Linked DNA regions of Mus musculus: all the other regions are linked to region 1. The links are chromatin contacts, called in public promoter capture Hi-C maps. All regions are on one chromosome and are shown on one strand. The core of a region is the stretch at or near the end of the contact, and the rest is flanking DNA. Distances in the headings are between cores, read along the strand shown. Region 1 holds the start of Mettl6 (methyltransferase like 6). Region 2 has its middle 12 kb from the start of Gm41125. Region 3 holds the start of Stab1 (stabilin 1). Region 4 holds the start of Glt8d1 (glycosyltransferase 8 domain containing 1).

Evidence for each region. Promoter capture Hi-C pulls out the DNA fragments that hold promoters and counts their contacts.
Region 2: a promoter capture Hi-C map of hippocampal neurons shows a contact between it and region 1, with 2.9 times the contacts expected there. The contact joins the enhancer-like site here to the promoter of Mettl6 in region 1. A contact is called at or near these places in 4 of 39 promoter capture datasets (the 3T3-L1 cell line, the C10 cell line and hippocampal neurons), 2 of 115 datasets of contacts at active chromatin or transcription factors (acute myeloid leukemia and large pre-B cells) and 1 of 9 other capture datasets (adipose tissue).
Region 3: a contact with region 1 is called in a promoter capture Hi-C map of liver, with 2.5 times the contacts expected there. The contact joins the promoter of Stab1 here to the promoter of Mettl6 in region 1. A contact is called at or near these places in 10 of 39 promoter capture datasets (the 3T3-L1 cell line, cranial neural crest, embryonic stem cells and 6 more), 6 of 115 datasets of contacts at active chromatin or transcription factors (bone marrow-derived macrophages, embryonic forebrain, embryonic hindbrain and 3 more) and 4 of 9 other capture datasets (adipose tissue, embryonic stem cells, liver and 1 more).
Region 4: a promoter capture Hi-C map of pre-B cells shows a contact between it and region 1, with 3 times the contacts expected there. The contact joins the promoter of Glt8d1 here to the promoter of Mettl6 in region 1. A contact is called at or near these places in 5 of 39 promoter capture datasets (cranial neural crest, liver, pre-B cells and 1 more), 1 of 484 Hi-C or Micro-C datasets (pre-B cells), 4 of 115 datasets of contacts at active chromatin or transcription factors (astrocytes, embryonic forebrain, intestinal villus epithelium and 1 more) and 1 of 9 other capture datasets (liver).

Annotation. Positions count from the first base shown.
Region 1 is chr14:31,489,991-31,497,015 of GRCm38.p6, reverse strand. It overlaps Mettl6 (methyltransferase like 6), which reads left to right and starts at 1,976. Exons shown (of 6, transcript NM_025907.4): 1 at 1,976-2,114; 2 at 3,052-3,419; 3 at 4,560-4,694. The coding sequence starts at 3,195. It overlaps Eaf1 (ELL associated factor 1), which reads right to left and starts at 1,937. Exons shown (of 6, transcript NM_028932.4): 1 at 1,645-1,937. The coding sequence starts at 1,747.
Region 2 is chr14:31,952,006-31,958,713 of GRCm38.p6, reverse strand. No RefSeq gene overlaps it. Among named protein-coding and RNA genes, the nearest start is that of Gm41125, 12 kb to the right of the region's middle. Within about 2 kb of position 4,708, at least 15 of the 459 cell types and tissues checked have an H3K27ac peak or open chromatin away from gene starts, as enhancers often do. A contact at or near this core is called in hippocampal neurons, where this site is marked.
Region 3 is chr14:31,162,936-31,170,417 of GRCm38.p6, reverse strand. It overlaps Stab1 (stabilin 1), which reads left to right and starts at 1,777. Exons shown (of 69, transcript NM_138672.2): 1 at 1,777-2,006; 2 at 6,484-6,620; 3 at 6,951-7,066; 4 at 7,291-7,376; 5 at 7,442-7,482. The coding sequence starts at 1,926.
Region 4 is chr14:30,996,524-31,004,179 of GRCm38.p6, reverse strand. It overlaps Glt8d1 (glycosyltransferase 8 domain containing 1), which reads right to left and starts at 2,747. Exons shown (of 10, transcript NM_029626.2): 1 at 2,183-2,747. Spcs1 (signal peptidase complex subunit 1 homolog (S. cerevisiae)) reads left to right here and starts at 2,514. Exons shown (of 4, transcript NM_026911.3): 1 at 2,514-2,975; 2 at 3,277-3,336; 3 at 3,416-3,502; 4 at 3,958-4,354. The coding sequence starts at 2,763. The coding sequence ends at 4,083.

The DNA of each region.
Region 1 (7,025 bases), core at 727-3,226:
GTGTGTATAAAAGCAACACAGCAAACATTCTTTTTTTGGGGGGGGGGGGAGGAGGGTTCGAGACAGGGATTTCTCTGTATAGCCCTGGCTGTCCTGGAACTCATAGACCAGGCTGACCTCGAACTTAGAAATCTGCCTGCCTCTGCCTCCCAAGTGCTGGGATGGCGTGCAACACCTCTGCCTGCTTTCAGCAGACATTCTTAACTATAAATCCTACATAAGACACAGCAGGCCACATGAGGTTGGCCTCTTTTTGCACAGAAATGTTCTAAAATAGAACATGCCACATTCAAGTTCTCATTTTGGTGGGGGAAAAAAGTCTGGCTATGTTCAGAAGCAGACTGGCGAACTCCAGAAATTACCCTGCTTATTCTTGCAAATTACACTTACACAATAGGAACAGCCATTTTACTTCGCACCTGACTCAAACTGCAGGCCAGGAGCACATGTGCAGAATTGCACTTAAACTTACACTGCTCTTCTGTGGAGGAACAAATTAGTCAACTGGGAAATGACAATCTTATCGTTTCCCCAGTACTGTCTCTCTGCAACAGCTGAGTCTGCTGTGGGTGCAAAGCACAGATGCAGCTATGTGACAAGAGGCCACACAGAGATGGGACTTTAATATCTAACACACCCCCCTGCCTGTGTGTTGAGTCACATCGATTAGCTCCCATGACAAAGCAGGTCTTAACCCACACTAACGCTACCGGAAACCCGACGCCTGTGATTCACAGGGATGTGCTTGGTTTGGTCAGCCATGTCCTGACTCAGGACACACAGTGGCAATACCCCTTTCAGAGTCTATAATCACGTAGGAAAGGGCCCAACATAATGACTCTTTCCACATTCCTTATGCTGCCTTCTTCATTTTCCAAACATAGATCAGGCTTTAATTTATGCCAGATGCACAAACTCTAATTTTATTCTTCACCCACAAGTGAGTTGGCCCAGAAGTTAAGGTGAAGTAGGTGACATTAATCTAGCTAGGTATGGTGGATCAGGTCCATATTTTCAGCACCACAGAAGCTGAGGTAGGAGGACTGCAGCATGTTCAGCGCTGGCCTGAATTATATAGTAATTTCTAGGCCAGCATCACTAGTAAGACTGTCTCGAACAGCAACAACAACAAAATCAGTGTCATAAGCAGAGAGGAAGAAGAAACCTTATGGGTGGCACGAAGAATGCAGGTTCCCTGGCTGTGGAGGAGACCAAGAGCAAGGGGAAAGGAGCAAGGGAAGGAATGAAGTAAACGACACTCGTAGCAAACGGAAGACTTTTCCAGGGCAAGAGCCCTGATGGAAGAATTCGACAAAGAGAACGGGGACACAAGGGAGGAGAAATGGGCATCGCTACTAAAGGAGAAAAGTTTGGCTTAAGGGCTGGGAAGGGGAATTTGAAATAAAGGGGCTATGACTTTCTGAAGTGGTATTTGAGACTGTAAAGTAAAAGAATAGTTGGCAGCAATCAGAGGTTTGGTTTGGGAGAAGAGATTTCAAAGTAAAAGAGCAGATCGAAGTTCCAGAGGCTAAGGGATGAGAGGTAAGGAAAGCGACGCTTTCGAGCCGGGATTAGCCAGGGGAGTCTGGGCTTGCACGTGGCGGCCAGGGAGCCCCAAGTGAACCTGGAGGGGCGCTCACTCACAGCGAATCGTGTGGAAGGAGGCCCGCGGCCGCTTCTCGAAGCTTTCCCCTAGCCGCAGACAGTGTTCCTCCCGGTCCAGCAGCGGGTTCGCCGTGCCGTTCATGGCCTTGCACTTGCCCGGCACCCGGATTGGAGCTCTCCTCGCGCGGCCGCAGTCCCCCCGGATCCCCGCGCAAGCGGCCCGCAGGACCGCGCTCCCGGGACACCGCTCCGGAGCGCGCACTGAACCAAGTCCGCGCCCACCCGGGGCCGGAAACCAATCTACTCCGCGTCTCGAGAGACTCTGCGGAAGTAAGGCCGCTGCACTTCCGGCATTGGGGAGGGACTTCCGTCTCCCCAACGGAAATAGCGGGGGCAGTGCCATGGAGAGAGAGTTCTCCGGGACTGCTGCAGCCCACAGTTTTCTGGTCTAAGGAGGAGCCCAGGTCAGCTAGAAGATTCTGCTGCCGACGCCTGGGCTTGACTGACGGGTGAGTGCGCCCTGACCTGTTCTTTGCTGGGGACCCTGGGAGCTCAGAGCGTGGGGAACTGAGTGGACGCGAGTTTGAATGTAGGTATGAGTGTCCCTGGACATGCCCGAGACCCTAGCGGCCTGCTTTATCCGAGGGTTCAGAGAGCGATGACGGTTCTCGGGACCTCAGTCACCCTTCCCCCTACTTCGCTCCATGGTTGCGATGAGAGGATTTCAGTTCTCCTGGCCGACGACGCTTCCTTCAGTTTATGGGTACGATCAGAAACCCCGGCCTCTCCGGATCAGCTCCGTCACCTCCTTAGCCCCCCCGCGATCCCGTGTCTGTTAGGCAATCGTCTACCCGCTTTCGGTTAGGGCGGTTGTTGCCGTTGTTTTGAAGTCACGTTTCCCACGGGCACTGAACGTTGATGAGAATTTTTTTTTCTCACATTTTCTCAGTCAACTCGTGGATGCGTCCCTTTGCCCTAAGTAAACCTATTTCTTGTAGTACTTGGCTCATCTGATTTGAATTGGGAGTCCGGTCCGTGAGAGTTCTGGTCTCTGAGTGTAGTAAGCTCTATGCAGTAGAGACTGTCTTGGTCTTTATGACCTCTCCAGACCCCGGCAGGGTGTTGGGCAGAGTCAGCATCTCGGGAGTGTTAAGTGAATTGACCCCGGAGCCTTAAAGAGCCCTCCGGGAACCTCTCCCCGAGTCTTGGACTCGTTTAGAATCCAAGCTCTAGAAATAATAAAGAACGATCTAGCTTGATGAGGCCCTGGTCACCCGAGTTGGGAGGATGAGGCAAGAGGAAGTACATTCAAGGGACAGGCTGGGCTTCAGGGACAGCCCCTGGCTCAGATGAACAGGATGGGGAGAGAAGCAGGCAGGTTGTTAGAGAATCACTAGTCAGAATCAATCAGTCAACCCCCTCCCCCCCTTTCTCTTTCCTAAGTAGCATCGTATCCTGTTGGAGCTGGAAAGTCACCTGGGGAAACTGCATCAGAGAAACTCCAGTGTCTACAATCTCAGCATCGTTTGTTCAGATGGTTGAAGAACAGAGGACCTATAGCAGCATTGAATGTGTTTCCGGCAACTACAATGGCTTCTTTCCAAAGGAAAGGACTGCAAGCAAGGATTCTTAGCACTGAAGAAGAGGAGAAACTGAAAAGAGACCAAGCTTTGGTGTCTGCTTTTAAACAGCAAAAACTGGAAAAAGAGGCTCAGAAGAACTGGGACCTTTTTTATAAAAGAAACAGTACCAATTTTTTCAAGGACAGACACTGGACCACCAGAGAGTTTGAGGAGTTGAGATCATGTAGGGAGGTAGGCTGGGGTTTCTCCTGGCTCGAGCCATCTTCATTTATGATGCCTAGAAGAGAGGTCCTTTGTTACATGTAGAGAGTGCTCCCAGATGGCACCCTTAGGTGCCGTTTCTCAGGAGCTGTCTTGTTTTTTGAAACAGGGTCTCTCAGTAGACTTGGGGCACACAGATTAGCTTGGGCTAGATAGCCAGTAATCCCCAGGGAGCCTTCCTAGAATGAGATTCCAACTGTGCGGCACCACGTCCAGTTTTTTACCTGAGTGCTAGTGGTTGTGTGGCAAGCACTTTACTGACTGAGCTACCCTAAAGAAAATTAGGACGTCTGTCAGAATGTACCTATGGAGAGTTCTGATTTGTTTCAAGTATGTTTAGCAATGTCTGGGCTGTTTAATAGAAAACAGAGCTTTAAGGTTTTCTTTTTAGATTTGTTTATTTTATTATGCATATGGGTGTTTTGCTTGCATGTATATCTATGTACCATATGCATGTCTAGTGTCTGTGGAAGTCAGAAGAGGGTGTCAGGGCCACCAGAACTGGAATTACAGGCAGTTGTAGGTGGCCATATGAATGCAGGGAATTGAACATGTGTTCTCCTAACCACTGAGCCGTCTCTCCAGCCCCCTAATGCTTTCTGCTTAGTTAAAGCTGATGTGAAGGTTAGAAATAGTAAATATTCAGACTACACTTTAGTGACAGATTGAAGCTGCTTGGTAGTTAATGAACATTTGCTGTACTGTTTTCTAAGAATTTTGCATCTGTTCCCTTAGTTAAGCTTCATAGCAACTCTCTGAAGTGCATTCGTGTTGTTCCTGTTTGCAGGAAAAACGATTGAGGCACAGAGCTATAGAAGTGAGTTGCCCGAGGATGGAATCCAGGGGCAAAAGAGGAGTTGGGATTTGAGGAGGAGGTTAGCCCAGAGTGTATGCACTGTGCTGTGGCTGCCTTATTTTTCACACTGAACTAACTGCCCATTGTCGAATGATTATAAATGAGGTGCCAGTGTTTAACTTTTTCTCACTAGCTCTGTTGTTTAGTATCTGCCTCTTGAGGTCAGAGACATCTCGTGCCTACTGAACATTTTAGCTTGGTATGTTTATTATGCAAACGCAATGTGTTATAACTTCTGTGTTCTCATTCCTCAGTATGAAGGTCAAAAATTGACTTTGTTGGAGGCTGGCTGTGGGGTTGGGAACTGTTTATTCCCACTTTTAGAAGAAGACTTGAATCTCTTTGCCTATGCCTGTGATTTTTCTCCAAGGGCAGTTGACTACGTGAAGGTTGGTGCACCGTATATGTATTCCGCTGCTTGTTTCCTTATGCCTTTGTCTAGTCGTGTCCTCATCCAGGAGCTCACCAGCCATGAGCACCACGGAAGCCGTTTTCTGTTGCCTGTGCACGTGAAAATATTTGATTCAAAGCAAAGCAGAGATACTACTAAACAGTCTCTGTGCTTGATTCATATGGCTTACTTTGTAGGTTGGTGTCTGATTGCGTGCCCTTTTAAGATAGGTTACTGTGACCAGGATTGTATACATGCTTCACAAAACTCACAGGCACAGTCCTCTGTGATGAGTAATGGAGGAAACAGAATCCCTTAGAAAGAAGGATGTGGCTGTGCAGTGGTGGTGCACACCTTTAATCCCAGCACTTGGGAGGCAGAGGCAAGCAGATTTCTGAGTTCCAGGCCAGCCTGGTCTATGGAGTGAGTTCCAGGACAGGCAGGGCTACACAGAGAAACCCTGTCTCAACCCCCCCCCCCCCAAAAAATAGAGATGTGAATGTTTACGTTTTAATAGATAATGCTACATTTCCTTTCAAAAGACCATGCCGGTTTTTAGTTTTACCAATAATTGTTTCCTCGGGTTTATTTTTCTTTTCTTTCACCAATCTAAGAAAAAAAAGTCTGAGCATTTTATTTTTCTCATTACTAGAGATATTGAAGACTAAAATTCGTAAATACACATACCTTTTTTTTTCTACCATTACCTCCTTTCTTCTCCGTGTGTTTAGTGAGAGCTTACTGTGTGCTAGTTGTAAGAATTAATCTGTGCATAACTTTTGCCTATTTTTCTGTTCTTATTTTAGAATATAGTAAGGATGTTTGTTAATCATGCATATGTTACAAGCATCTCTTTTTTTCCTTTTCAATATTATTAATTGTAGCCCTTTTCTAATGCAGGATTTAATTATGTCTTGTTGTTGTTGTTATTGTTGTTGAGATAGCCCAAGCTGAGGCAGGTTAAACTGTTGATCCTCTTGCCTCAGCCTTCCTGAGTCCTGGAATTATATGTGTGCACCACCATTCCTAGCTCATATCAAATTTATTAGCATTTTACTTTTGAGGTAACAGGCTTCATGTGTAAGAATTCTTTACGCCTGGCACTTAGATAATCATTTATTGTTTCCATTGCCCTGTTTTTAGTGATCTATTTATTTTTATTTTATGTACATTTATGTTCTGCCTGCTTGTGTGTGTGTGAGAGGGCCCAATCCCCTAGAACTGCAGTTAGAGTTGTGAGCTCTCATGTGGGTGCTGGGGATTGGACTCAGATCTTTGGAAAAGCAGACGGTGCTCGTAACCACCGAGCCAACTCTTTTGCATTTGCATCTGTACCATTTTAGTTTTCTTTTAGAGTTTAGAGATTTATCTATTTTGGGTTTATGAGACAGGGTTTCTCTGTGTAGCCCTGGCTGTCCTGGAACTCACTCTGTAGATCAGGCTGGTCTCGAACTCAGAAATCCACCTGCCTTTGCCTCCCGAGTGCTGGGATTAAAGGCGTGCGCCACCACCACCCAGCTATTTTTCTATTTTTAATTATGTATAGTGTGTATGTGCCTGCATGTGCGTATAAACACGGCACACCTGCAGAGGTCAGAAGTTGCAGATCCCCGGTAGCTGGAGTTATCGGCAGCTGCCTGATATGGTTAGTGGAAGTCGGGTCCTCTGAGAAAGCAGCCTTTACTGCTGAGCCATCTCTCCAGCCCCTAGTGTTCTTTTTAAAAAACATTGTTTGTCTGTTTTTTTTTTTTTTTTTTTAAAGATTTATTTATTATTTTATGTAAATACACTGTAGCTGTCTTCAGACACTCCAGAAGAGGGAGTCAGATCTTGTTACGGATGGTTGTGAGCCACCATGTGGTTGCTGGGATTTGAACTCTGGACCTTCGGAAGAGCAGTCAGTGCTCTTACCCACTGAGCCATCTCACCAGCCCCGTTTGTCTGTTTTTATATTGTGTGTGAATATACATGTATGTGGGCATGCACGTGTCGTTACACATGTGTGGAAGTCAGAGGGCAACATGCTAAAGTTGATTCTCTCTATGGTGTGGGTTCTGGGGATAGACTTAGATAGTGAGACTTAGCAACAAGTACCTTTACCCACTGAGTCATCTCCCTAGCCCCAGTGTCTATACCATTTTGATAATTATTATTTTAAATGCCTAAGCTCTTAGTCTCTCATTCGATGCCATATTTGAGTTGGGCTCTGATACTGGGCCTTCTTTCTTCAGACTTTTTTTTTTCACTTCTTGGTGTCCCTTATATGCTTTTTGTTTAAGTTGCACATAGTATAGGACAGTAGATACCGAAGTTCATACGGATTTGTAAC
Region 2 (6,708 bases), core at 3,459-5,958, 460 kb before region 1:
TCCAGTGCCCTGCATCCCACGTCCCCCTCATGCCCCATGTACTTTCTTTGGCTTAGAAAACATGGCCAGGATAGAGGATAAAGGTCTGAGGCTGTCAGGAGAAGGGATGGACACCTCAGGGTCAAGATCTCTTCCACATGCCTCCCAGCCTGCCTCTCCAGCTCTGCTCTGTTCTGATTCCCCAGTTTAAGCAGCCATAGGGAGTTAAAGAGCCATCTGAACAGAGATGCTTTGAAAAGACTAGGCAACTAGATAGGGAAGGAAGTGTGGAGGAAAAGAAGGAGCCTGGGGGAGGGGTCAGATGTCATGATGTCACTCCCTGATGTGACTCAATGAAAGTAAGAATTTACTTAATAGGAGAAAACTCTTGCAGAAGAGTTAGACCCTCTATTCGTAGTATAGACACAATTTCTATACAAGTTATATCCCTGTGATTCTCAGCCAAATATTACGCCCTCTGTCCACACTGCGGCTTCCGTATATTGCAAAGGATCCTTGATATGTTTTTAATATTACGTAAGTCATTGCAAAATGTGGTGATTTTTTTAAACATAATTAATTAAGACAGCTTAAAATCAAGAGATTGAGTAAATAAACACCTTTGTGGTTGTCACGTTTTTGAGTTCCTTTCACATAATGACATTCTAGAGATTTCCAGAGTAAAAAGCGTCATCCCACTTTTAAAGACCTCAAAGACCTCAAATGTTCAAAGACTTCCTCACAGCCTGTCCCTGGTATCTTCACATTCCTTGAGATCTGACAAAATTCTCCCCATGGAGGCTCAGGCCACGTAGCTATGGAAGCCAGAGGAGACTCCCGACATCTTGGAATTCTCCTTCCTACATTTTCCAGATCTTTGACAAGCCTTTAGAGCCCTGGGCTTCCCATTTTTCCACAGCATCTTTTGGGTTTTGGAGCCTGGTGTTGTAAAGGCTCAAAGCTGGACTTTCTCTCATACAGCCACAGTCTCTTTGCCCACCAGGAGGACACCGGAAGTGACTGCAAGCAGCGTATCAAGTTAGGTCAGGTGGGTGGGTACACGCGTGGACCCAAATGAGCTTGCCTGTATTGTTCACACTTCCGGTAGGTGCATACACGTGTGGACCCGCATGAGCTTTCCAGTACTGTTCACACTTCCGGTAGGTGGGTACACACGTGGACCCGCATGAGCTTTCCTGGATTTGTTCATACTTCCAGCTGCTCCACCAGCACCCTGCTTGAGAGAATGGGCCTCCCTGCCTTTGGTCTATAAAGAGTCTTGACCAAGAGTGCCAAGAAAGTGTGGCCTCACCTCAGAGTAACGGGAAGCTCAGAAGCTGGGTCAGAGAGTGAGCCATTGCTGGGAATCGGATTCATCGGGCCTCTGTGCTCCAGAGGAAGGAAGGAAGGAGGTCAGATGCTGGAGGCCTTTCCCAAGGCTGCCCAGGCTCTGGGAGTTTCTCCTCACGTGGCTCTGATTTCCAGGCTCAGATTCAAAACTGGCTTGGCAAATGTCTTCTAGCTCACACCCTGATCTAATATAAGAGTAGCACAGTTGGGGCTGGAGAGATGGCTCAGTGGTTACCAGCACCATTGCTCTTTCAGAGGACCAGTGTTCAATTCCCACCACCCACATGGCAGTTCTCAACTCTCTGTAACTCCAATTCCAGGGGATCCAACACCCACACACAGACATACATGCAAGCAAAACACCGATGCACATAAAATAGAAATAAATAAATCATTTTTTAAAAAGTAACACAAGAATGAGAAAAGAAAAGACACTAAAAAGGACTGTGAATAAAACCTGCGTGGAGATAAGTTCTGAGTGGAAGAGTCTCTGAATCAGTGCACAGCTAAGAAATCCACAGAGTCCCCAGGACTGGCATAGAGGCCAGGAGCCTTTAGAATGAAAAGCATGCTAACTTATACTGCGGTGGGGCGTTGGTCTTAAAGCAGGAGTCATCCGCCCCCCCCCCCCCAAATCCCTGGGAACCTCTGAGAGTCTTAGCTTTTCAAGGCTAGCTCTGTGCCTCCCACAGAAGGTTCCTATGCTGTGCTAAGAAGTTTACAGACCTTCTACTGTGGGCTAGCACTTTCCATGGTGAGCTGAGATAAAGATGAAGAATATAAGATAAAATTATTATCCATATTCCCTTTAAAGCCCTTTAAATTAGTCTGGAAAGATAATTTAGCTGCTATGGTGCTGGTCATGTGAGTGTGAGCATCTATATTTAAAAACTGGGCATGGTGGCTTGAGACAGTCTTCGTTCCTCTCCCTCCTGGTCCTCTCAGGTGTACTGCCTGACAGCTCATCCGCCTGCCTGCAGCATCTCCTCTACCTGGAAATTTCCCAGGGGCCATTTACAACAAACAAGATCCAAGTTCATATGATCACTCTCCGGTGTCCAGTCATATCCACGTATTGTTTTAATAAACAAATATTGAAAAACATATTCTGGACCTGCTTGTATTATACACATACAGAACCTGTGCAAACTGAGCAGACTTAGCAAGAACAACAAAAACCCACCCCCCTCAAGCCCTCACAGGCCGCAGACAACACTAAATCCACATCCACCCGACAGCATTGGTGATAGAGTCAGTGAACGGATGCCTCTCCTGGCCTGGGATGTGACCGTGTCCTCAGTGGGTCTCACATCGTACAAAAGGCTCTCAAAATACAGTGCATTTCTGTGCTTCTGGGTAATTTGAAGGACTTTTTATTGTGTGTGTCCATGTGCATGTGTATGTTTCTGTGCATACAAGTGCATTTACTCATGTGTGAGCATGTATGAAGACCAGAGGTCAACCTCAAGTGTCGTTCCTCAGTTATTCTCTCTCTCTCTCTCTCCCTCTCTCTCTCTCTCTCTGTGTGAGCATACACATACTCTCTCTCTCTCTTTTGAGACAGAATCTCACTATGAACCTTTGGCTGCCCTAGAACTTGCGGCATACACCAGGCTGGCCTTGAACTCTCCACCTTGTGTTTTGAGACAGGGTCTCCCACTGGCCTTCTGCTCACAAAGTAGACTAGGCTGTTTGGCTATCAAGGCCCATGGATCCCCTGTCACCACCTCCCTGGCACTGCCATACGTTCATGCCCACCGACCAAGAGGGCTACACCAGCTTTCAGCTTGCTCTCAAGCTAGGACACGGGGGTGGGGCTGTTGTTATTTAGCTCTCTGATTCGGATCTAGCTTTTGCAGTTCCCTGGGCATTTTTCATTTTCTGGCTGTTTGTGTGCTCCACTGCCTACAGTTCTCAAAGCACTCCCAGGAGACAAAGGACATCATGCCACCCATTTGTCAGATTTGGAAACTAACACTTTTCAGATTCGAAGTCTTATCTGAGATCAGACACGCTGGGTAATAGAGAGAGCTGGAGGCAGAACCCAAACTTTTCAACTTGAATTCTAAATTCAAAATATTCAAATGTTTCAATTTATTAAAATGTTGAATACCATCGTGCTTTCTTGGAAGGGTTTGCTTAAAATCATTGTCTGAAACTGAGGCTCATGTGACCAGTAGACTTCCCTTTCAGACCTAAAATAATCTTGCAATCCACAGCCTACAGTTCTAGAGGGATAGAATTGACTAGACTCTGTTCTTCTGTTGCCCTCTGGTGGCCACTGCACAAATAACACATCACAGAGTCGCAGGGCAAAGTCAAATGCGGCTCTCTGGATGTGAAACTGAGAATGGCAGCCGGTGATGGCTGGACAGCCTGAGCTACATAGTGAGACCCATGTCAAAAAAAAAAGTTATTTTAAAAATAAAGCCAGAAGATAAAGCAGGACCCTCAAGGGTCATAGATAATTAAATGGTAGGTGACTACAAAATCCCGGGAACAACATCTAACAGGCATATGTAGAAAATGCACACAGCCCAGGTGTCTTGCTCTCTCTCATCAGGAGAAAGGGCCCAAATTGAGCTCTGAAGGGCAAGCCAGGCTATGTGTGTGTGTGTGTGTGTGTGTGTGTGTGTGTGTGTGTGCACGTGCGCACGCAGAGGTTAGGAATTCAGGGACCTGTCAAAACGCATGGTGACTGCACCGGAATTCTGAACATAAGACTTGAGGGGAAGGGGTAGGGGAGGCTAAAATCCAAATGTCCAAATGTGGTTGGATCTGATAAGAAAAGGATTTTGTGTCACAGATGCATTTAAGATTGTCCCTAAGCTAATATTACCAAATTTTAAAGGATGTTATCAATAAAAATATTTAACTATCCATCCTTTATGTTTATTTATATATTTTATTTTTATATATTTTATTTTGTGTCTGTGGTATGTATGTGTGTATGTGTGTGTGTAATGTGTATATATGTGTGTGTTTGTGTGTATAAATGTGTGTGAGTGTGTGTGCATGTATGAGTGTGTGTGGTGTATGTGTGTGTGTGGACATGTGTGTAATGTGTGTATATGTGTGTGTGTTTGTGTGTGTGTGTGCATGTATGAGTGTGTGTGTGTACATGTGTGTAATGTGTGTGTGTAGCTCAGAAGACAGTTTCTGTGAGTAGTTCTCTTTCCACGCCACACAGGCTGGACATCAGGCACCTTTGCCAGCTGAACCATCTTGATGGCCTAGGCACCACTTCTTGAAGGTTCTGCCTCCAAGAGATATCAGCACGCTGAGTGCTAAGCTCCCAGCAGCTGCACCTCTGGAGGACACACTTACACCAGACTCTTCCCGGCAACACTTAGCATCTCAGCACTTGGAGGAGGACTACAAGTTCCTGGCCTGTGCTATTCACCCACACGCGACTGCCTTACTTGGGAGTCAGCTAACAGCTGCCATGACTCCTGCTGCCAACTAGCTGTTTCTGTAAAATAATTAGAAGGCTTTATCTTTTCATACTGGAGACAAGTCAGTTTATTTTAGAAGATTCTCACAAGGTGCCCTACTTTGGTTTCTATGTTGTGATAAAACACTGAGCAAAACCAACTTGGGGGGGGGGGCTTATTCCACTTATAGGTTACAGCCCACTAAGGACCTTGAAGCAGAAACCATGGAGGAATAAACATTGTTTACTGACTTGCCTCTAGTTCATGGTAGCCCAGGCCCACCTAGGGATGTCACCATGGGCTGGGCCCTCTTACATCAATTAGTAATTAAGAGAATGCATCATGGGCCAATCTAATGGAGGCGATCTGTCAGTTGAGTTTCCCTCTTGCCAAGTGACTATTATGTTTGTGTCAAGGTAACAGATGAAGCTAACGGTGACATAAAGTCAGAATCTCCAGCTTTGGAAACCACAGGCTCTGGGTTTTACATCAGCCTCAGCCTCAGCCTCAGCCTCAGCCTCAGCCTCAGCCTCAGCCTCAGCCTCAGCCTCAGCCTCAGATCACCTACCTGCTTTCCACATCCTCTCCCCAAAGCTTGAGTTTCTTTAAAGGCCTCCCACTCCGTTGCAACATAACCTTGCTTTGAAAGGGCAAGCCTTTGTCTTTTAGATGTCTTTGACTGACCTCCCTTTTATCAGGATAAAGGTGAACAAACTTGAAATACTGTCCGCTTACGAAGGGAAAGTACATAATCACTCTCGCATTTACCACGAGGAAATCCTTTCACCTCTGTTAGCACTGACTGTGAGACACCATGTATTCTTCAGCCCATTTCTTCTTCTTTTCTTCCAAAATTGAGCATGGGGCCTTGAACATGCACCACTGAGCCACACTGCCAGCTCACTTCTTCTCATTTTGAGCCAGAGTCTGGGAAACTGCTTTGGTTGGCCTTGAACTCTCTTGAGTAGGGGTTGCAAGCCCACACTCTCTATATACCTGGTTTACTTCTCCTACTTGTTTATAGAAACTACTAGGTGATTTCTTCTCCTTCTCCTTCTCCTTCTCCTTCTCCTTCTCCTTCTCCTTCTCCTTCTCCTTCTCCTTCTCCTTCTTCCTCTTCTTCTTCTTCCTCTCCTCCCCCTTCCTCCTCCTCCTTCCTCCTCTTCCTCTCCTTCTCCTCCTCCTCCTCCTCCTCCTTCCCCTCCCCTCCCCACTCCCCCTCCCCCTCCCCCCCTTCTGTTGAAACACACACACATTCAGAAAATGAGAGACAGGGAAAGGGAGGAAGAGACATGAAGCCTGCTCACATGCTCCTAGGCCAATGCTTAGCAACCAGCTCCCTCAAAAGAGCAGAACCTGAGGCTGGAGAAATGGTACCGTGGTTAAGAGCACTGCAAAGGTCATGGGTTCAGTTCCCAGCATCCACAGGACAACTCACAACCACTTATAACTCCAGTTATATGGGATCCGATGCCTTCTTTGGCCCTCTTGGCCCTCTTGGGCAGACATGAGCAGGCAAGCATACAAATCAAATCAATACAATTTTAAAGGGAAAAACAAAACAGAAAAAAGGAACAAACACGCAGACCTTAACCTGTGCAGAGCCCCTACCAGTGCTGGTATTTGGATCATGAATGTCCCACAAAGGTCTGCGTGTCACAAGCTTGGTTCTGTAGCTGGGCACTATTGGGAGGTGGTAGACACTTAACTAGTAGGGCCCAGTGATGGGCATTTAGATCACTGGAGACATGCCCTTACTGGGGACTGTGGGACTCTGATCTGCTCCTCTTTCTCTGCTTTGCTTCTCAGCAATGCAGAGGTGACTGGTTTTGTTCCACCATGTGCACCCATCCCTCCTGCATGCTGTGCTGCTATAGGTCCAAAGGCCAGCTCGTCACAGGTGGGACGATCCAAACATAAACCTTTCCTCTTTCTGAGTTGATTA
Region 3 (7,482 bases), core at 528-3,027, 330 kb after region 1:
AGTGCTCTGAACCGTGATTAATGGAAAAAAAAACCCAGGCCGAGTTTATCTGAACAAAGAAAATCTACTTCTTTAATCAGGCAGCCCTGAGGACAGCAGCCAGAAAGACTAGCCGAGGCAACATTTAGAGGAGACAGAAAGGACTTAGTTGGCCAGTTGACGACAAAGCCTGTGGCGCGTAACTGAAGCCCATGCTGCAGCCCAGACCCATGCGTCTGCTTTGTGAGGCACAGCAAGAGATTTTAGTCCAAACCAATTAGCTTCACCATCAGAGACCACACCTACCTGGGAGAAGGGAAGAGCACACAGACATATACCATATACCTCTACCGTATACCTTTACCATATATATACACCCATAGCATATACCCTTGCAGTTAATTTACTGGAATAGAAAAGCCCCAGTTGGCCAAGAAGCAAAGTAGAAGGCTGGGCATGGTGGCATACGCCTTTAATCCCAGCACTTAGGAGGCAGAGGCAGGCGAATTTCTGAGTTCAAGGCCAGCCTGGTCTACACAGAGAAACCCTGTCTCGAAAAAACAAAAAGAAGCAAAGTAGAAAGGGAAAATGTACGGACACGTGGGAAGGAAAGAGTCCAGCAAAGGGGCAGAGGCCCTCCCTAAAGCTGTAGCCTGACTGAGAGTTTCTTCCCCAATAGGGCAGCCTTGTCCAGCCTCGGTGGGAAAAGATGCACCTTATCTTGCAGAGACTTGATGTCCCAGGAGGGCCCCATGCTCTCAGAGGAAAAGGGGAAGTGGGACGGGGAGGGATTCTGTGAGGGGGACCAGGCAGCATTTGAGATGTAAATAAATAGATATGGGCGGTGGTGATGCACATCTTTAATCACAGCACTTAGAAGGCAGAGGCAGGTGGATTTCTTGAGTTCAAGGCCAACCTGGTCTACAGAGTGAGTTCCAGGACAGCCAGGGCTACACAGAGAAACCCTGTCTCGAAAAAACAACAACAAACAAAACAACAACACTAACAACAGCAACAAGCCCAGCAACAAAACCCTTAAGTCTTATTAAATGGTGACTGAGAGATCTGCACACATGTTCTTGGGTGTGGTTTTTTTTTTTTTAAACACTATTTTTAATGAAACCTCAGTTTTATTTCATACCCGCCAGTTCTGAATTCTTTCCTGCTTTGAATCCATGAATCCTGGGTTTGCCTGAGTGGAGGTCCCTAAAAGATTAAAGGAACCCCCCAGACTGTGCTCGGTGGCTCTACCCAGTCACTACAGACTTCAGGGCCAAGTGAGGGACGTCACAGACACCCACCCACCCACCACAAGCATAGAGGACTGAAGTGCAATGGAACCTGGGCTGTGGCTGCAGAGTTAGGGGTGGGCTCAGGAAGGCCATGAGGCTGGTAGGGGAGACCAGTCTGAGGGGCTAGCATGGTGTTTCCACCTCTACTGGTGTCTGACGGAAAGACTGAGGCAGCTCACCTGGGGGCCAGCCAGCCCAGGGGCTGTCCAACAACCTCCTAGGCACCAGAACCCCGAAGCTTCTGAATGAAAAAGCCAGCTTGACAGATGCAGGGAAAATTATTTATTGGTGCTTAAATTTGCTTTAGAATCTCCCCTAGACCCCAGGCAGGTGGCTAATGGTGGGTCTGGACCTCTAGACTATGGTGCCAGGGAGCAGCGTCCTGGGCCAGGAAGCCCTGAACAGGGCCCAGGTCGTCCATGTGGGGGTCACTGGCCAGCGTCTTCCCTTCCGCCTGCAGGCTGCTGATACGCAGGAGGAAATCCTGGTGGGTTCCTGTGGGGGTGAGCTGACGGATAGCTTTTAAAGCGGCTGCTCACCCACCCTGTCCTGCCTCCTTCCTCATGCCTGCCTCTTGGAGTTCACTCGCTGCCTGCCGCTGCTGCAATCACTGTCCCCACACTACTTTTGTCTCAGACAGCAGACCTGCCTGCTATGGCAGAGCCCCGAACCCTCCTTCTGCTCTGTGTCCTGGTCCTCTGCCTGTCAGACTCCAGCTTCATCCGAGGGCAGACGGTGAGTGGGAGCCAGGGTCAGGGAACAGGGAGGGACCATGATAGTTTGTGTATGGATGTGTTGGGGTGGGGGTATCAAAGCAGCTGGTACCTGTCTGAGCTCCCTGGGGGCCCAGGGACCCAGACTATTGTTCCACCTCCCCAGGCTGAAGTCTACGGCTGTTCTACCTGAAGCTTAAAGGCTTCAGCAATTTTTCCCCTCTAACTCTGTCGGGCTAGCTGGTCATGTACTCTGGGCAGTCATCCTGGGTTGCCTAGCTTATGAGTGAACAGGGACAGAGCCAGCCCCATCCTCCTGGCCTTCTTTCCCAGACTGAGACCATAGTCTATGCGGCCCTCACCTGGGGCTTTTAAATGTGATCGTTACCTATCCTCCGGGAACTATAAACCAAGGGGCTCAATCAGAACTTGGCCACCAATATGCCCGTGGCCAGCCCCAAGCCTGTGTGGAACAGACGAGATCCATTGGACAGACAGCAACCAACAACAATGTTCTTAAGTCTCAGAGAGGCCCCTGAACGTGGCCCCTTCAGTCTTTATAGTCTTTAGCAAGCTTGTTTGTTTCTCCTGTTCGAAATCCCAGGCCCGAGGAGGAGAGCCGCAAGCTGTTCCCTCTGGAGCCATAGTTGGGACCACAGCCTGCGATTCTTACTCAGGACTGCCATTCCCCACCCAGTGTGCTGAGAACACAGGGCCTCGTGAGTGGTTGTAGCATGGCTCCGGAGGCCAAGAGGGCCTGTCCCTAGGTCTCCCCAGCTCAGAATTGCTGCGTGAGCTTTGGGGAGAGCTTCCCACAAGTGTGGAGACTGAGTTTTGGATCTGTATCTGGGCAAAGGAGCTTCCCTCGTGAAACCGAGTTCACCTTCATCTTAGGCAGCTTCCGAGGCTCCCGTGGCAGAGAGAGGGGATCCACCACCAGGCAGCCATGGGGGCTTGGTCCCGTGGGAAGGGGATTTCATGGCCAGGCCAGGGCTGGGTGGAGCAGGTGGGACATCAGGATAAACATGATGGAAAACCACAAGATCCAGGTTGTGCCAAGCTGGAAAAGCACCTTGCCACCCGTGTCCTGGGCAATGGGGACAGAGGTCAGTGAGAAATCTCAGCTCCGAGACCTGCTGTAGTTCCAGACAGTTCTAAGTCTGTCATTCTGAGACTGAAGCCCAGCCAGCCTGGGCCAGGGACGAGGTCCTGAGGTCCTTGTGGGTAGGGATGTAGCCATGCTGTCCTTACTTTCCCCTCACAGTCCCTCATCCTGTATGACCTGGGACACAAGCTGCAGCTGCTAGGAACGTAGCCTCAGAGGGAAGAGAGGACCCCTGAGTCGACAGCCAGCACAGGTGGCATTAGGACTTGGCATAGCAGGCTCCGGCAGCAGATGCAAGGAGATCTGCCTGTGGGAGGGTCTTAGCATGTGTCCGTCCATCTGCCCGGGGACGACTTTGTGTCGAGGACAAGCCTGGGGATCCACAGCCACAGCACAAAAACAGGGGCATTGGCTAGCACCCAGCTTTGTCCCCACCTCCCCACCCCCTGCTCTGATCCAGAGGAGAGGAGAGAGAGGCAGCTCACGGGGCCCTTCGGCTCTTTGGGGATTTAGATTCTAGGTGGTCAACCCAGAGACTCCCCAGGAACTTGCTTCCAGCTCGGGGGAGTTTTCTTCACCTTGCTACTGAGCTGCATGGTTCATGTCTCCACAGTTTTCCCAGCTCCCACACACAGAGAAAGCAGACGAGGCAAACTCAGCTTCGTGCTGAGCACCCTGCCAGGTCGTAAGGTGCTCCCAGGAAGCAGACCTCTGAGTCAGCTGAGGCCTCTCCAGCCTCATCCCACCCAGCTGCATCCCCAGCGGGAACGTGAGCTCCGTCTGGTGCCACTGGTGGGCAGATGAGTGCCTTGTCTCACTCGGGTGTGGTCCCCGGAGAGAGAGGTGCTGATTCGGCAGTTGGCTTATCCATCCATCACTACTGGCACACAGGCTTACAAAGCTCCAGCTTCCTCCTGGTCCTCCCTCCCTCTGAAGAACAGTTCTCAACTCACCCTGAGCATTACCCAATCCTGGCCAACCATCCTAGGGGCCCAACCAGAGTGGTAACTGGACTTTAATTTCTGCCTAGGCAAAGGGCTTTGAGGGGGGCCCACTGTCAGCCAAGGATGTTCCCCAAACCTGAAACTGAGTTGCTCAATTTCCTAGACATGTCCTGGCTCTGCAAAGAGGAGCTTCGGCATGACAAATCCAAACATAACATCATCTAGACCTGAGGTTTTGCTGAGTAACTTCCCTCTTTGTCAAGCATGAGGCCATGAGCGGAAAAGGCAAAAATCACAGTAGCAGAGAGGTGGGGGCCGGGGGCAGGGGGGTGGGGGGGCTTTGTACGCTCCACTCCACTGGAAAGTGTTTTCCTTTCTCTCTGGCTTTGGGAAGCTGCTCACCTGTAACTCATTTTAGGGAAGGGGTGTTCTGGAGGCACCAGTTTACAGTGTGGTCAGCATTTTCAAGATAAGAACATGTTTTTCTCCAAGCCATTCCCCCATCAGCGTGTATCTCCCTCTCAGCCCATTCTCTCACAACTATAGGCTCAGTCTGCGCGCTCCGGGGTATAGCACTGTGACCCAGAAGGTGGTCCCAGTGGAAAACTGGTGGGCGTCGTTTCAGGCCACTGAATGGGGCTGCAGGATGGAGGCAGGCAGGAGCTCTTCAAACCTTCTACTCCCTCCAGCATGCTGTTGTTTCCTCGGCTGCCCTCGAGGAATGCCCTCCTTCCTCACCCCCCCTCAGTTCTCCACAACAGTGGTCAGGCAGGCATCTCTCTAAATCACTCACTGAAGCAAATGCAGTAGCCCACACTTGTAACAGGTGAAGGTAGGAGGATCAGAAACTCAAAGCCAGCCTGGGGCTATGTGAGACACACAGTATAAACATGTATCAAAGCTTTAAACAAAATAATAAAATAAATTTAACAGACAGTGGTGGCACACGCCTTTAATCCCAGCACTCAGAAGGCAGGCACAGGTAGATCTCTGAGTTCAAAGCCAGACTGGTCTACAGAGTGAGTTTCAGGACAACCAGGGCAACACAAAGAAACCCTATCTTGAAAAGAAACAAATGCATTTTAAAACAACTCATTAACTGAGTCCTGAAGGTGCACCAGCTGGGCCTCACCCAAGCTTGGCCCTCTGTTGTCAGCCTGGCCCGCAGCCACTCTCCAATCTCCTGCAGGCTACCCTGCAGGTCACACAGGGGCATTAGTTCCCTCCTTCTCGAGTCTTGGTTCTACTGCTGCCCTTCAGCCAGAGCACTGACCCTGGCCAACTCTCCTACAACCTTCAGGTCCAAATCATGAGAGTAGTTTCTGTTGCTAAGGTGACAGAACCTAGAGATCAACTGGGAAGGGAGTCTCAATGAAGGATTGCCTAGATCAGGTTGGCCTGTGGGTGTGTTTATGGAAGATGGTGTTGATTCTGTTAGTGGTGCCCACTGTGGATGGCACCATTCCCTACACAGGGGGTCCTGGGCTGTCTAAATGTACAGAGTATTAGCTGAACACTGAGAAGTATGCTTTTGCTTCTCTCTTTTTTAAAAGAATGATTTATTTATTTGTATATGAGTACACTGTAGCTGTCTTCAGACACATCAGAAGAGGGTATTGGGTTTCATTGCAGATGGTTGTGAGCCACCATGTGGTTGCTGGGAATTGAACTCAGGGCCTCTGGAAAAGGAGTCAGTGCTCTTAACTGCTGCGTCATCTCTCCAGCCCCATGCTTTTATTTCTCTCTGCTTGGCTGTGGACGTGGTACCAGGAGCTGTTTTAAGTCCCTGTCACTTCCTACAATGATGGACTGTGACCTGGAGTTGTGAGCTTAAAATAAGCTCTCCTCCTCTAAGTTGCATTTTTTCAGGGTATTTTATCACAGCAACAGAAATGAAATGAAAACATCCTAGGTCCTGTAAACCGCCCCCCACCCGCCCTACCCCCGCTGTCCCCATTGCCTGTTATCACCCGGGTGCTGGTTCCCTATCTGGAGGTGGCGCCTTGGGCCAGCACTGCCATGGGGCTTTTTCAGCAGTGGCTCCCAGCCCTAACATGGCAGGCCAGACCTTCTGCTTCGAGCTGGTGCTTGGCGGAAAGCCTGTGTTTTGTCCTAGTGTGACAGGTTGAGTATGAAATCACTGTACCCCTGTACACAGTGTGAGGCTTGTGACGTGTCTGTTTGGACCAAGAAGGCAGGGAGCTCTTATCCCTGCTTTACACCCTGTCCCTGTGACAGTTTGGGACTTCAAGCTCCTCCCCTTAGATGGAAATGATTCCTCTGGAGAAAGAGAAAACCTGAAGGCTTTCAGCCACAGACATGGGGACAGGAGGTGACAACGAGGTTTCCTAGGACCTTCCCTGGCCTTGCTCATTCCCACTGAACTGAAGGGAAACTGTGCAGTTGGTATAGACTCAGGCCCCTCACTGTGCATTTTGCCTATGTCCCAGGTACGGTCTAAACGTTGCGACATCCACACCAAGTTTGTCACTCACACACCCTGTACGGCGTGTGCAGCTATCAGGAGGCAACTATGTCCCTGGGGCTGGTCTCGGAATTTCCCAGAGAAGATACTTCTGGACTGCCGGTATGGCTCCACTCGCTTCTTTACACTTTCCGGAGGGTGGCGGGGAACCCAGAGGGCAGCGGGGGACCCAGAGAAACCTCACCGACCTCCAGGTGGGAGCAAACAAAGTATCCGGTAACCCACAAACCTGCTGTGTCCTACAGAGCAGTAGGCTCAGGAAAAGAGGAGGAAGGGTGTTTAACAAGGCACCTACTGTGTGCTGGGCCCTGGGCTCAGCTCTGGGTTAGTTGGAGAGGAGGAGAGAGATGGGTAGATTCCTGGAATTCAGTGTGAGGAGGGTGACGGCCACAAGTGCCCACCACCCCACGGCCTGCCTACCCTCTCTCCTAGCTATGAGTTGCAGCTCAGGGGCGCCGCGATATCCTTAAGTGGCTGCAGCCAGGAATGCTGGAAGGATGTGGTTCAGAAGGCCTGCTGCCCCGGCTACTGGGGATCCCAGTGCTTTGGTATGGATGGACGAGGCTGCTTGCCCTGCCCCAGTCACCCTATGCCCCAGCTCCCAATCCTCATCTGAGGGGCACCCACATTGCCCTCAACCTTCTTCAACCAGTGACTACTCATTGAGAGCCTTGAGGGAATGGCTCCCTAGCCTTGGCTGCCCTGGGGGAGGGGCTGGAGGAGAGGTAAAGGAAGCATTCTGGGAAAAAAGCTGAGCTTTTGGGGTCCACAGAGTGCCCTGGTGGTCCGGCGACACCGTGTAGTGGCCACGGGACCTGCCTGGATGGCATAGAAGGAAACGGGACCTGTGTGTGCCAGGTAAGGGTTGGGTAGGGATGAGGTGGGGGTGTCAGGGGAACCCCACTGACTTACTGCATTAACAGGAAAACTTCAGCGGTTCAGTCTGCCAGGAGTGCCGAGACCC
Region 4 (7,656 bases), core at 1,498-3,997, 490 kb after region 1:
GTGTGTGTGTGTGCGCAAGTGTGTATGGGGAGAAGTGAGTTCTGTCAGGTGTTTTCCTTGCTTGTGTTTCTTTCACCTTACAAGTTTCAAAGTTTCAATTAGATCCACAACTTGACAGTCTTTTAGTCAACTTGTTCTCAGCATCTCATCTCCACCTCCTGAGTGCTGGCACTATAGGTGAGCTGCCACACTCACCCACATTTACATAAGTACTCGGGTCCTCACACTTGTGAGGTGAGTACTTTACTCACTATCTGTCTAGCATACCGCCACTTTAAAAAAAAAAAAAAGCTAAAGCTAAATACCTCTGTTTATATTCAGTCTCAACTTTTTAAAAAAACTTTCCCCTCCTATTACATACAATATGGAGCACAGATATCCATGGAAGGATTCCCACTGGTGCTCTGTACCCTATCCTACAACTGTTCTCGTGTAGCACCAACTTCTCGCCATTCCTGGTGGATCACACCCATCCGCACACTAGCATGTTCTGGTGTCTTCCAGTTAAAGCAGTAGAGGTAGAGGAGGGTGGAGAAGATGGAGCACTTCCAGAGGACTGACCCACAGGTCCATGTCTCTGCCTCCCTCACACTAAATGTCTCAAATGAGCTGAAATACTCTTCTCTCTGTGTGTTTCCTTCCTCTGTTCTCAGATGTTTGGTCTTATTTTCAAACTGCTCTTGCGGAGGTCACCAATCGCATCTTTCTGTGCTCTCCTTACACCGACAATCTTACTCTTCCTTCCCAGTTATGGAATGATCGCATGTGTGCATCTGTGAGCTGTGAATCTAAGTTCCACAGAAACAAGGAGTTAAATGAAAATGTAATTCTACTGCTGTATCCTGTCACCTAAGGCCATCCCTTCCAGAAATGCAGCAAGCATGTGACATTTGTGGAACAGTCCTGGATTTGCTAATCCAGGAGGAGTCCAGATCTCCAATAAAGAAGAGCTCTTACTGCAATCTTAATCATCACTAACATTAAATTCCAGAATATGGAAAAGCATGAGATTCCTATGGAGCTGTTGGGTCAAAAGGAACAAGGCAAAACCATTTTGTTTTTCCATCTTTTTATAGTTCAAATACTATATGGTCTGTAAAACAAACTCCCGTCCTATGAAGTGCACTGGTAGAGATACAACCCTGAGGAATGAGAGCCTATTCATATGTACTAAGGAAAGTGTAGGGAAGGAGAAAAGAAAAAAGACCCTTGAAGATTGTTGTAGTCTTTCATTGTACTGGCTCTAAGGTCCGAAGTGTCAAGGGGGTCTGTACTTTTCTGAATGGTGTCAAAGCACAAGAACACTTGGACATTTTCACACACTTAACTGGCTATGCCCCACTTGTCTTTCACGATCAGGAAACGTCCCCAAAGCCCAGGTTACACTTTCCAGAGCTCTATCACATAGGTGCTTTCCCCCCGCAGCTAATTCAATAGTCACATTACTGGAGTGATGTGGACATCTTCCTTGACACACTCCAAGTTTCCAAGTTCTAAGTCACAACTGTGCTAATCAAAATTAACTAACTAACTAATGGGTTGGTAGCTCCATGGATGTGTAGATGCTGGCATCGGCTACTCACCTCCCAGTCTAGAGTGTCTAGCATCTCGCCATCTGTGCCTGACTGCATGCACAGCAGAGTCCACAGAGGCAGCGGGCCCCAGAGGATGGGATCCCCAGAATGGTCTGTCTGAATTCGGCACCCCATCTAGCTCAGTCATGAGGGAAGGGCTCACGCTTTGAAATACACAACCCTTGAAAGACAGGGTTAAGGGAACCCCTTGGCTGGTCTTTTTTTTTTTTTTTTTTTGGTTTTTCGAGACGGGTTTTCTCTGTATAGCCCTGGCTGTCCTGGAGCTCACTTTGTAGACCAGGCTGGCCTCGAACTCAGAAATCCACCTGCCTCTGCCTCCCGAGTGCTGGGATTAAAGGCGTGCGCCACCACGCCCGGCCCTTGGCTGGTCTTTACCAAGAGGGACTGGCCTGGGAATGAGCCATGGAAACCGGCAACCAAAAAGTTAGGCCGAATTTGGGACCCTCTACATAGGGGCACGGAAGCTCAATCCACGAGATGTGGGGCGACTTGGGCCTCGCAGCTCTTCTCCGAGGCAGTCTCCTTTCCCTGGAGAATGTGGCTTCGTTATCTTCCCTAACTCTAGAGATCATTAGTAGCCTCCTTACGCTTAGGAGTGATGGGGACGTGGTGAGGCGCTCCGGGGATCCCGCCACGCACTGACAGGTCAGGTTAGAGCCGCGTCAGACGAATCGTCGCCTTCCGAGGCTGGGCGCAGTCGCCCTTACCTGCGCTGGGAGGAGTGGCCGCCGCCCACGCCCCAGCCCGCCCCGCCAGCTCAGCGCTCGCTCCGCAGGCCCCAGGCCCCGGCCCACCGCCGGGCCGTCCGCGTCCGCTGCTCTCTGGCCGTGGCCCACTGGCCGGCGAGCTCTGCAGCAGCCACGTAGGGCCACAACCCCTAGTTTGACTGTGCCTCCCTCTGCCAGAAAGCCAGGCGCAGCAGGCGCCACGGGGCAGCCCCGTCGCCCGGGTCCTCCCCGAGTAAAGGCCGTCGCTATGGAGACGTGGAGCGCGCCGGCGGCCGTTAAACTGGGGAGGCGCAGCCCGCAAGTGATTCCTGCCGCAATTACAGCTCCGGGCGGCCAGGAGCGCTGACCGGTGCACGATGCTCCGGCCAGGTCGCTGCCCCAGCCCTCGTGAGCAGTGTACAGGGTTCTAGGAAAGCTAAGAGACGTACCTCCCTTGTCGATGGCGCGGGGCGGGGCCAGGGGTTGTCCGTGCCCCTCGGAGACATCCGCTTCCGGGGCCACGGCCGAAGTGAAACGCTCGGCTGGTCGGCCTTGCTCTCGATATCGACCCCCGCAAACTTTACTCCTTAATAATCGGCTACGTCCGTTTCGTTGTCGGTATCGGTCTTCAGCAACCATGCTGGAACACCTGAGTTCGCTGCCCACCCAGATGGTGAGGGCGCGCGTCCCCGATCCCCCGCACTTCTCTTTGGAGCCTAGCGACTTCTAAGCCCCTCACCCTCACCGGAGCCACTCCTAAGATTGGCTTCACTTTCCCTTCTCTTCCCCAGAATAGATCCCCTTTCCCGTGGTCTGTTAAGATGCCCAAGTTTCCCTGGGAAATTACATGTTTGCTTCCTTACTCTCGGGCCCTCCTGGTGTTGAATGCTGCCTTATGCCAACGCTGAGTTCCCTACGAGAATTGCAGTCCTTTGGCAGTAGGACCAACTCGTCCTCTTCTTTTTCGTCCCTAGGATTACAAGGGGCAGAAACTAGCTGAACAGATGTTTCAGGGGATCATTCTTTTTTCTGCAGTAAGTATTGCATTACTTTTAATTCTTAACCCCGCCTCTCTTGGTTTGAGTGCATTTTATATACTTTGTTTCTTTTCAGATAGTTGGGTTTATCTACGGGTACGTGGCTGAACAGTTTGGGTGGACTGTCTACATAGTTATGGCCGGATTTGCTTTCTCCTGTTTGGTAAGCTATTTGTGGTATTTGCGTATTAGCAGTAGCGTAAGTTTTCTGACTCAGGAGACTTGGTTGGACCTACCAGTGAGAACCAGAATCACCTCTTTGTTCGTCTTTCCCATTAATGTTTCTGTTCTCTATTATTTGAAAAGTAGAATGTTAAGTTGTGTCCGATGGCCTGCGCTACATAAAGGTGTAGAGCTTTCTAATTGTCTTTTGCATCTCCTCTAGGCAGTAAAATGAATATGCCAGGGGCTTCGCTTTGCTCACGCAGCCTTCATATTTCTTTTAGTTCTTAAAACTTGTATGTGTAAACACTTAAGGCTTGTTCTCACTCCCTGACATATTTTGTCTCATTAGTTTGTTAATCTTTAGCATGGTGGTTATTTGGGGATCAGACATACTAAATGATCATTTAGACCTTGAATGGAAATAAATGCTACCTTTTCTCTGTTCTGATCTAGCTGACACTTCCTCCATGGCCTATCTACCGCCGCCATCCCCTAAAGTGGTTACCTGTTCAAGACTTAGGCACAGAAGACAAGAAATCAGGGGACAGAAAAATTAAGAGGCATGCTAAAAATAACTGATTGGGACTTTCATGATTCAGCACCTGCTTTTGTTTCCTGTGAGATGAGCTGAATTGCTTTCATAAGCAAAACATGAGCTTAAACCGCCTATGTTCTTATAGCACAGCTGTGTCGAGATCTAATTGTCATGGCTTCATTTCTAATCCAAATGTATTTTAAGTTATGACTATTTTATACCATCTCTTCATAAGCTTGTTATGGAGAACAGGAGATACAAGTATGCAATGCTTCTTTCCCGTGTGTATAATGAATAAACACTTCATAACTTGTACTACATTTGTTTTCTTTTTGCAGTGGGTTCTCACTATGTAGACTATGCTGTCTCCAAGTTCAAAATCCTGCCCTACCTTCCCAAAGTGCTGGGAATACAGGCATATGCTACCACGCCTGGCATATGGAAAGCCCTAATTTATTTATTTATTCATTTAAAGATTTATTTATTATTACACATAAGTACACTGTATGACTGTAGCTGTCTTCAGACATGCCAGAAGAGGATGTCAGATCCCATTAGGGGTGGTTGTGAGCCACCATTTGGTTGCTGGGATTTAAACTCAGAAGAGCAGTCAGTGCTCTTATCCACTGAGCCATCTCCCCAGCCCGGAAAGTCCTATTTATAACTGTCCAAGTCTCACATTCCATTATGAGCCTTCATACTGTTTTAAGGATGAGTTGTTTGGTTTGGTGTTTTTGAGACACCCCCCCCACCCCACCCCCGGCAGGGTTTCTCTGTATAGCCTGACTGTCTGTAGACCAGGCTGGCCTCGAACTCAGAAATCTGCCTGCCTTTGTCTCACAAGTGCTGGGATTAAAGGCGTGCCCACCACTGCCTGGCAAGACGGGGGTCTTCCAATATAGAAACTGGACCTTGCTATGTAGACCAGGCTGACCTTTGAACTCATAGTCCACCTGCCTTTGCCTTCTGAGTACTGGAATCAAAGGCATATCCCCACTATGCTTAGCCCAAATGCTTTCAACTAAAATTCATGGAGCAGTTCTCTCATGGATCTTGTGTTGGTTAGATGGTCTTGTTTAAGAAATATAAGCAGAACCATCTCTCACTGCACCTTCCTAGTCGGCTTTTTAAAAATTTTTCCCTGTTTAAAAAGTTATTTAGTGTGTATAAGAGTGTGCATATAGAGGTGAGAACAGTTTGCAGGATTACACCATGTTCCTGGAGATGGAGCCCAGGTGCTTTGACTGGCTAAGCCGTATTAACAGCCCCCTCGTCTCTTTTCCATTGTTTTGTTAACATTTGTTTGTATGTACTGAATGTGGGCCCACTTGTAGAGGTGATAGGAGAAGACAGATGCAGCAGTCACTTCTTTGCTTCTGTGTGCATTTCAGGGATTGAACTTGGGACACTAGGCTTGGTAACAAAAGCTTTTGTCTACAGAGCTGCCTCACAAGCCCCCCGGAAGGTTCTTTTTAGATTTTGGGTCAATTTTTAAATAACCCTAGTTGACTAGAAAGGAGGAGGTCTCAGGCTCAGAGACCCCAGAAGCTGTTAAAAAGAGTCCAATCAGATGCCTGGGAGGAAGCTGTGGGTGATACTGAGAGCCTAGCCCTACTCAGACTTCTCATGGGGCACTGCCATCCAATTGTAAAGGAGCCAGACCCACTGTGGCCAACCTAGACAGCGGGCCAGGGAGGGAGTGGGCCTGAGAGAGGAAAGAAGAAAATGTAGGGTTGGGAGTGAAGGCGAGGGATACTTGGAGGAAGAAGGAAGGAGATAGGCAGTAAGTTCTTAATAGCAAACAGCTCTGAGAAACTTAACAGTGAATCTGTGGGAAAACAATACTTTGGCACCTCTGGAACAAGAACATTGTACTTTTACATGTTCTCGAAGGGGGCCAAAGTCGTAACTATGAAGCCTGACATTTCTTTTAATATTTCCAAATGACTGAAATAAAAAATATGTCTCAAGGCTTCATGCTAGGAGTCCGTGTGGGAGGATTACTAATAGCAACCTTATTTATCTCAGGACTTCCTGAGTGGAATCCAATAAACCAAGAAAAGATTCTTTTATGTAATGAATGTGATTCGATAGCTAGAAAGACCCAGGTAGAATTAAAAGTCAAGGGACTGGTGTGGTCTGAATATTCTTTTTTTTTTTTTTAAAGATTTATTTATTATTATATGTAAGTACACTGTAACTGTCTTCAGACACTCCAGAAAAGGGCATCAGATCTCATTACAGATGATTGTGAGCTACCATGTGGTTGCTGGGATTTGAACTCAGGACGTCTGGAAGAGCAGTCAGTGCTCTTAACCGCTGAGCCATCTCTCCAGCCCCGGTCTGAATATTCTTACCCTGTGTGAAGTGGCACTATTAGGGGATGTGGCCTTGTTGGAGGAAGTGTGTCACGGTGTAGGCAAGCTTTGAGAGCTCCCAGTGCTCAAGCTCTGCCCAATGTGGAAGAGACAGTTCTCTCCTGTCTGCCTTCAGATTGAGATGTAGAACTCTCAGCTCCTTCTCCAGCACCATTTCCACCGGGATGCTGCCTGCTTCCCACCATGATGATAATGGACTGAACCTCTGCAACTATAACCCAGCCCCAATTCCATGTGCTTTATAAAAGTTGCCTTGGTCATGGTGTCTCTCTACAGCAATAAAAACTAAACTAAGCTGTGGGAAGCTGTGCACAATCGCCATTACAAGATGGCGCTGGCTTCCTCAGTGCCTAACTAGTAAACAAGCAATGTGCGCAGGTGCTGGAGTAAATTCGTGCCAAGTCACTGCCCATCCCGGGGTGTAATAGTGGGGTGATGGGTGAGCAGCTAATCAGGAGCTGACACGTCACACAGAGGGGTATTTAAGCAGCTCCATTTTCCCGGTTCTGGATCTTCCTGAGAAGTAAGCAATAAAGCTTTGCCGTAGAAGGATCCGGTTGTCCGAGTGTGTTTTGCTGGGGAAACGTTACAAGGACACTAAGCCAGCTGCCTAGATGGCTCAGCAGTCAAGAGCACTGGCTTGTTCTTCCAGAGGACCTGGGTTCAATTCATTTTTAAATGAAGATGGAAACTGAGTGCATGTTTAAATAAAAACAATACTGAAATATGAAAAGATGGAATTTTTTTTTTGAGACAGTCTTCCTATGTAGCCCTGCATAGATCAGACTAGACCTTACTGCATAGACCAGGCTGGTCTAGAACTCACAGAATTCCTGGATTTGCTTCCCAAGCACTGGGATTAAAAGTGTGCACCATTAGTGGTTTGGTTTTGTTGAATGGAAGAACTTTTTTTAAAGCTAGTAAGATAATTTGTAATATATTTATACCAATAAATTAGAAACTAAAGTAAAGCCTTCTGGTCTACTTATCCACTCAGGCCAGATCAGTGGGCCTGATATCCTCCCACACCCTACATGGTGGCCCAGGAGGTCTGCAGTAACCAGGGACACAGCCTGTCTGCCTCCCAGGAGGTCCACAGTAACTAGGGACACAGGAAGTTCACAGTAACCAGAGGCCCAGGAGGCCTGCTCTAACCAGAGATGAAGGAGGCCCACCCTAACCAGAAACAGCACTGCCTGTCTCCCAGGAGACCAGCTCTAACCCAGGTCACAGAGCTCT